Linked DNA regions of Rattus norvegicus: region 2 is linked to region 1. A link is a contact called in public Hi-C data. All regions are on one chromosome and are shown on one strand. The core of a region is the stretch at or near the end of the contact, and the rest is flanking DNA. Distances in the headings are between cores, read along the strand shown. Region 1 holds the start of Rnpep (arginyl aminopeptidase). Region 2 holds the start of Nav1 (neuron navigator 1).

Region 1 (3,791 bases), core at 645-3,144:
TTCGGGAACTCAGTGTTTTTAATAACTTTAGCAGCTTACTGTTTTCTTTCTCCCCTTTATATAATGGGGGATGAAGGTGGGGCTGTGGCAGCCTGACCCAGGATGGGGAATTCGGAGGACATCTTAAACAAGTTTGGGTTTGAAGTGGAGAGGTCAAGTTTCCAGCGCCAGCTTCTTGGTAAGCTTACATAGCATGTTACGGGAACGTCCCTGGTTCTATGATTTTTACTGCATTAAGAAAAAAAGCCAGGGCTTGAGAGATGGCTCAGTGGTTGAGAGCCCCGACTGCTCTTCCAGAGGTCCTGAGTTCAATTCCCAGCAACCACATGGTGGCTCACAACCATCTGTAAAGAGATCTGATGCCTTCTTCTGGTGTGTCTGAAGACAGCTACAGTGTACTTGTATATAATAAATGAATAAATCTTAAAAAAAAAAAAAGAAAGAAAAAAAGCCAGGTCCACGTATGATGAGTTAAGACTTTAATCACAGCAGTCAGGAGGCAGAGATAAATAGATCTCTGAGTTTGAGGCTGCAAGTCTAGGCCAGTCAGGCCTGCATTGGTGAGAAGAGGGAGAGGGCCTGGGTTATAGTTCAGTGGTAAATCATTTGCCTAGCATGAGTGAGTGTGTGGGTTCCATCCCAGTTCCTGGGGGAAATTTCATCTTTGGATAGAGACATACTACATTCTAAGCGTTGTTATCCTCCAAAGACATGAACGAACATCTGTTCACTATGGCTAGGGGTACTGCAGACCACCGAACAAACTTACCCATAGCTCCACAGGAAAGAGTGTCCTCTCCCTGCCTGGTTCCTATTTCTGTAACCTTGTGAACCCTGTCACGTTCTGAGCTACCTAAGTTGCATGACCTCTCTTCTTTAGGACTGAAAAGTTTCCATCCCTAGGAAGTGGCTACATTTAACGTCTTCATCTGTGGCCACTGCAAGGCACCGGCACAGAAAAGAAACAAAATGTAGAGGTGTGTCTAGTCAAACTGAGCCATGGAAGGGAAATAAGAACACGCCATGGGCCGCAAAGCATTTTAGTGCAGGGATGAGGGTGTGGCTCAATGGCAGAGTGCTTGCCTAGGGTATGTAAGACCCTGGATTTGATCCCCAGCGTTGATAAATATTATCTAGGAGGGGTGTAATCTTCCTCATGCTGATGGAGGACGGCTAGTTTGAGACTACCCTGGGCTACATAGTAACATAATAAAAAAAAAAGTTACATGATTTCAAAAACTAGTGAGCTTAACTAGCCCAGTCTTAATGAACTCATTTAGAAATATAAACTTTAGGGTAGAGAGATGGCCCAGCGGTTGAGAATACTTTGCTGCTCTTCTAGAGGGCCTGGTTTGGTTCCCAGCACCCAAATGACAACTTATAAGGTCTGAAACTCCAGTGTCAGACTCTGACTCTCTTCTTCTGGCATCTGCGGCCACTGGGCATCCATACACGCTGGAGAACACCCATCCACATTTTTTTTTTTAAATAGAAACAACTAAATTTAAGCTGGGTGGGAACCTATAGATATATAACGACAGAACAACAAAATGTCTCTGGTCCTGACACAAAAGTATAATAAAAAAGGTCCTTCCAGAACCCTTTCATCCAGGTTCTGTTCTCCTTGCAGCCTGCTGACTGCTTAGAGGATGGGGAATCCGTAAGGCTGACCTCGACTGATGGGCGATCTACCACAGCAGGGGGTGGGGGAGGGGGAACCTGTGTGAAGCTTGAAGAAGGGTTGCACGCCACAAGGGAGGAGACAACCCCAGGGGATTAGGAGCGGTGGCCGCTTGCATTCCTCGGGGGCGGGGCGCATGGTGGCGCGTCGCCTCGAGGCGGAGCCTGCCAGGACCCGAGGAGCGACCGGCCTTCCTGGCGGGTGAGCAACCGCTCTAAGAGCCATGGAGAGCAGCGGACCCAGCAGCTGCCACAGCGCGGCCCGGCGGCCACTTCACTCGGCACAAGCCGTGGACGTGGCCTCGGCCTCCAGTTTCCGCGCCTTCGAGATCCTGCACCTGCACCTGGACCTGCGGGCCGAGTTCGGGCCTCCGGGCCCGGGTCCGGGGAGCCGCGGACTGAACGGCAAGGCGACGCTGGAACTGCGCTGCTTGCTGCCGGAGGGCGCCTCGGAGCTGCGGCTCGATTCGCACAGTTGCCTGGAGGTGATGGCGGCGACCCTGCTGCGGGGGCAGCCCGGAGACCAGCAGCAGCTCACGGAGCCCGTGCCTTTCCACACACAGCCCTTCTCGCACTATGGCCAGGCCCTGTGCGTGGTCTTTCCGAAGCCCTGCTGTGCCGCCGAGCGCTTCCGGCTGGAGCTCACCTACCGCGTCGGAGAGGGACCAGGGGTGAGTGCGCGCCGTGCGCCGGGGCCACCGGCCTTTCCCAGCCCCCTTGGCCAGCCTGCCGCTCCAGAGCCAGAGAGCAGGAAACCTGGTCCTGCAGCTTCCACGGGACATCCCTGGGCGCAGACTCCCCTCCCCAGCAGCCGGCTCTGAATTCTGGCTCCCTATTCCCCATTCCTGGGCTCGAACCTCTCCAGCCGTGCTGTGTTCCTCCTGCCGCTCCTTCCTGCCTCCCTGGCCTCTGTCCGGATTATTTGCTTTAGATTGCCCCGCATTGTTTCTGTCATCCACGTGTTAGATCAACTCGTCCGCTATCCTGTGTGTCTTTTCAGGATGAGAAACGGGATACGCAAACTTTGCTTTTTGTTTTGTTTTATAATCCTTGAAGTCTGGACAGTGTTGATTAATTAGCTGGTTGCTGACAGGATCCTTTCTTGTGAAAGCAAGCACGCCCTTTTGGTTGCACAGGTTTAAACAGCCCGTGAAGCCTAAATAATCATTTTTGTTTCCTCCTTTGAAATCCTGTATTTGACTTAAAAGAATCCGAGCAAGAACGAGAATGTGTAATGAGTACTCTAGGCTTTATAATAATTTGGTCTTCTCAGTAACTGTTGGTTGGTTTTCAAGTTTTAAGGTTTTCAGAGAACAAACATTGGAAGTTAAGGTAACTATGTAGCGGACATCTGTAAGAGTGACAGCCTTAGGCTGGGTTACAAGGCTCACCAAAGCTGTTTGCAGACAATTGAGTTTGCCTATCCAGCTAACAGTTCCCCTTTACTGACCCAAAGAGCACTTGACTTCCTCCTTTGATTGGAGGAGTAAATGAGCCTTGAGATGGAACTTGTTAGGGAAACTGAAAGGCTAAAGCACCGCGGTTTAACCTAGCACCAAAGGCAAAGTCAAGTTCCCTTTGGTGCCAGGAGGGAAGCATAACATTGGGAAACATTTTTGCTTTTTTTTTTTTTTTTAAAAGATTTATTCATTTATTATATATATAAGTACACTGTAGCTGTCTTCAGACACACCAGAAGAGGGCATCAGATCTCTTTACAGATGGTTGTGAGCCACCATGTGGTTGCTGGGATTTGAACTCATGACCTCTGGAAGAGCAGTAGGGTGCTCTTAACCGCTGAGCCATCTCTCCAGCCCCCTTTTTTTTTTTTTTTTTTTTTCGGAGCTGGGGACCGAACCCAGGGCCTTGTGCTTGCTAGGCAAACGCTCTACCACTGAGCTAAATCCCCAACCCCACATTTTTGCTTTTTGTGCTATATCTTGAGTCCTAATTTTCAACGGGAGCTAGAAATTAAACAGGATTGGAAAACTAAACCCTCCCTAAATCTGCGCACTCGAAAGGTGGCAAAGTTAACAGCGGAATCCATTTTGAATTTGCTGTCCTCCTGCCTCTGCTTCCTGAGTACTGGGGACTTCTGGCAAGGTGCCATG
Region 2 (3,791 bases), core at 477-2,976, 400 kb before region 1:
CATGTTGACATTACCAGTGTGGCCGCAAGGGCCCCATGCACGATCTCAATGTCAGTGGGCAGTTGGGTTTCTGATGCCCATTTGCACGACTTCTGTCTTTTGTCCTTGGGACTGCAGGGCCAAGAAACCTCAGCAGCCCTTGTCAGTGAGCACCGGGGAAAGAGAGTCAGTGTAATCCAAGGTGGCTTCAAACTTATGATCCCTTTGCCTTAGCCTCCTGAGTACTGAGAGTACAGGTCTGTGTCACCCATACAAAATGGCATCTTCTTAAAACAAGGCACCCGTACGCAGGCTGGGGGTATTCTGAGAAGTACAAGAATTCCAACCGACGAGTGTCAAGTTAAATGAAGTCTCTTAAAACTCTGTTTATTGACGATGTACTAACGCCAGGCACAAGCACGTCACCTGCACTACCTCCTTTAATCCTTTCAGAACTATTAGAAGACAAGACATACCGTTCTTGTAGGAAACTGAGGTAGCCAGAGATAAAAGAACTTGTTAAACCCGGGGGCAGCAGACTTGAACTCTGCGCCTTCAAAGCCCACACCTTTAGCCATTACACACAGAGCAAGGGGCTTGTGGGAGGTATTAATTCTGCAGCTGTCTCATCCCTCCAAAGGACAATGTGCATTCGCGGACAAAAGTCATATTAAAGTCATTTCCCTGGCTACCTGAGAAAGATCCTGTCTACTGCCTACTTCCCCTTATCCTATGACTCTGAGTGTCTAGGTGGGGCCTCAGGCAAGACCCTGGAGCTCTAATCCTGACTGTTCCCAGACCAGGGAGAGAGCATTTTGCTTTCTCTCCCAACCACCAACCCCAGCACCTTGAAAATAAATCAGTCTTCCTGATTGTTGGCTGAAGCTGGGAGAGGGTAAGATCCTCAGGTCCTGAGTCCCTGGTGGCAGGTGTTCTGTGTCACGCACAGCCTCAGCTGCAGTCTGGAAGGCCCCAAGTCAGGAGGCAAGCGCCTTAAGCTCAGCCCCATCTCAAGATTGAAGATAGTTGCACAAGGATGTGGGTACCATCTTGTAATTTCTCCTCTCTTCTTCCTCCCACTTCTCTGCAAGGTTCAGTTGAACCTCTACTATTTGCTAGATAACTTCCCGGACTTCCTGTTACCTCTCACCCAAGGGTTCCAGATCAGACAGCATGACCCTTGCAGGGTCCCAAAGTGGACGGAAATGGATGGGCGGCTCCAGAAGCAGGTTAGGACTCTTCGTCGATCCATCTGCACCTTTCTCTGGAACAACTGAGGTAGTTAGAGGACCTGGGCTGGAGGACCTCTCCTGGAAGTGATGGTGGCGGGTCCTCCTGTAAAGGAAAGGCTCAATTGTGCTAAGGTTTCCTGTCCTGACAACTCCCGGCGTAGCCCCCGCCACGCAGCAGCCGCCTTTCTGCGGCCGGCCGGCTGGAGAGGCGGGGCAGGAAGGCTAACGCAGGAAAGGGTTACGGGAATAGCTTTCCAATGACAAAGTCTGGAAGGGACCCATGCCTCCGCCCCTCTGCGGGTTAAGCTGGCACAGTGCAGGGAGGAAAGCGAGGGCGATCCGTAGCCGGGCCTCCCCTCCCGCCCACCCCCAGCCGCGGGCGCTCCTGGCTCGGCCCTCCGCCGAGGCAGCCGGCGTGTGCCTAGGGCAGCGGGTCACCAGGCTCCGCCCCTGGCCGCCCGGCCCGGGGGACGGCACTTTGTTCAGGATGCCGCCTCCTTCTCGTAGTAGAGCCGGAGCCCGCGACCGCCCTAGTGAGAGGCTGGAGGCCGGAGCGCGCGGCGCGGGCTGAGACTCGCGCGGGGAGCCGGCTGGGCCCCGGGAATCCCCGGGAAACTTTCTGGTCGCAAGGAGAAGACGCTCGGCACTGCGCTGCTCGGGCGATGCGCGACTCTGAACAGCGGCGGCGCGGACCCACAACCCGGGACCAGAGTCGCTCCGGTGAGTGGCCCGCACGGGGCGGGCGAGGCGGCGGCGCTGAGCTCTGCACTTGGAAGGGCTGGAGTCAGCCCAAGGGAGGAGAGTCTGGTGCCCGAGGGAGGCTGCGGGCTGGCGCAGGAGAAGCGCGGGATAGTAACCGGGATGCTAGTGGCTTCGCCCGAGAGCCTAGACGGGGCAGCTGGACCTTGTGACTGTCCTAGGGTTGACAATGCGACCATCTAACTACAACCCTCTGAGCTTCAGTTTCCCTTCCTAAGAAATACCTGCCATTTAAAGTGCGCTAAGTTCCTGCAATCAAAGGCACTAAATGCTGTGTTATTACACACACACACACACACACACACACACACACACACAGAGAGACAGAGACAGAGACAGAGACACACAGAGACAGAGACACACAGAGACAGAGACACACAGAGACAGAGACACACAGAGAGATACCTCCTGACATACGTAGTCAAGACAGACCACCACCACCACCATCACCACCACCACCACCACCACCACCCACTCTGAAGCAGATAGTTAACTCTGAACATCCCAGAAGGAGCTAAAAGAAGAGCTGGGGCAGGTGACCTGGCTAGGCTGTTCCAGAAATGTGCACTGCCCAGCCACCACTACCATCCCCCTGCACCGGAGGGGGGGCGGCTATGCGGAGAAGCGCCCTCTTCAAGGCTGTTTCTTCTGGCGTCTGCCCAGGACGTCCGGGAGCAGAAAGAGCATCTCGTGGGAGAGAGGAGGGAGGAGAAAAGAGAAGCTGGGAAAATGTGAGAGAGATGCTCACCTGAGGGTGCGAGCGCGGTGCCTGGGCTTTTGTGGTCCCTTTTAATCTTCAGAGTCTACCAGAACTGGCCATAGGATAGAGAGTGGGCCAAGTCTGCTGATGGCAAAAAGGGAAGGAAGGAACTGGGGCGGACCTGAGTGGTGAGTGGCTCGGGCAGTGCACTAGAGTAATGTCCATCCAGCAAAGAGAGTCCCTTGTCCCCCAGAGCTGAACACAGGAAAATCAGCTGGTGACTCAATGGGACTTTGTTAGGACGGTCGGTCGGAGAGCGCAGCTGGCGCCGGCTTAAGGGAAGTGCTGGATCCCCCCTTGATAACACACTGTTTATCTGGCTTCCTGTTTCAGCCATTGGGATACCATTGGCTGGTTCAAATTCAATGCTGAGAAGCCTGTGGCCAGTTCTCCCGACAAAGGCTGTGGGCTCATACAGACTTTGGCACTGCCACCTACTTCAATCCCTGGGCTTTTGGCACCCCTGTCACTCACTTGTGATGCAGTAGGAGAACTTCGCAGATGATCACTCCAGAGACGTTGGCTTCCCTCAGGACAAAGATACCCATTCCTCCTCTTACTCACTGTTTTCATCCTGCTTTGGTTGGTGCATCCTTTTACCCTGGGAAGAGAACGGCAGCCATATGGATATCTCCTGAGATGTGCTTTACCCAGGGGCGGGTTTCTAGATAAATTCTCTGTCAGAATGTAGTTTCTCTGGCTGTGCTATGGACTTTGGATGCAAGAACAAATCCTGCTCTGGTCCTTATGCTCATTAAGTTGATCCAGAAAGAGAGATACTGCTAGAAGAACAGGCACTTTTATTTTCTGCTCTGTGGCAGCCTCCAGGGGCCTTTACCTGAGGTTGCCAGGTAAAGGGGCTGCTGCTAATCTGAGGCCTCCAGAGGGCTGGTCTTAATTCGCCAGAGGCAGGCCTTTGATTCTGTTTTGGACTTTAGTTATTTTATCTCCCCGCCCCCACTACCACCACGGAGCTGAGGACTGAACCCAGGGTCTTGCTAGCAAGTTCTACCACTGAGCTAAATCCCCAAACCCTTGCTTTGGATTTTAGACAGGTGGGA

The links. A called contact is a pair of places that touch in the nucleus more often than the background predicts.
Region 2: a contact with region 1 is called in a Hi-C map of the A7r5 cell line, with 2.9 times the contacts expected there. The contact joins the promoter of Nav1 here to the promoter of Rnpep in region 1. A contact is called at or near these places in 2 of 12 Hi-C or Micro-C datasets (the A7r5 cell line and frontal cortex).

Annotation. Positions count from the first base shown.
Region 1 is chr13:49,267,733-49,271,523 of GRCr8, reverse strand. Rnpep (arginyl aminopeptidase) reads left to right here and starts at 1,894. Exons shown (of 11, transcript NM_031097.2): 1 at 1,894-2,351. The coding sequence starts at 1,905.
Region 2 is chr13:49,668,939-49,672,729 of GRCr8, reverse strand. Nav1 (neuron navigator 1) reads left to right here and starts at 1,726. Exons shown (of 33, transcript NM_001427517.1): 1 at 1,726-1,931. It overlaps LOC102553722 (a long non-coding RNA gene), which reads right to left and starts at 3,471. Exons shown (of 3, transcript XR_010057209.1): 1 at 2,719-3,471; 2 at 1,130-1,314.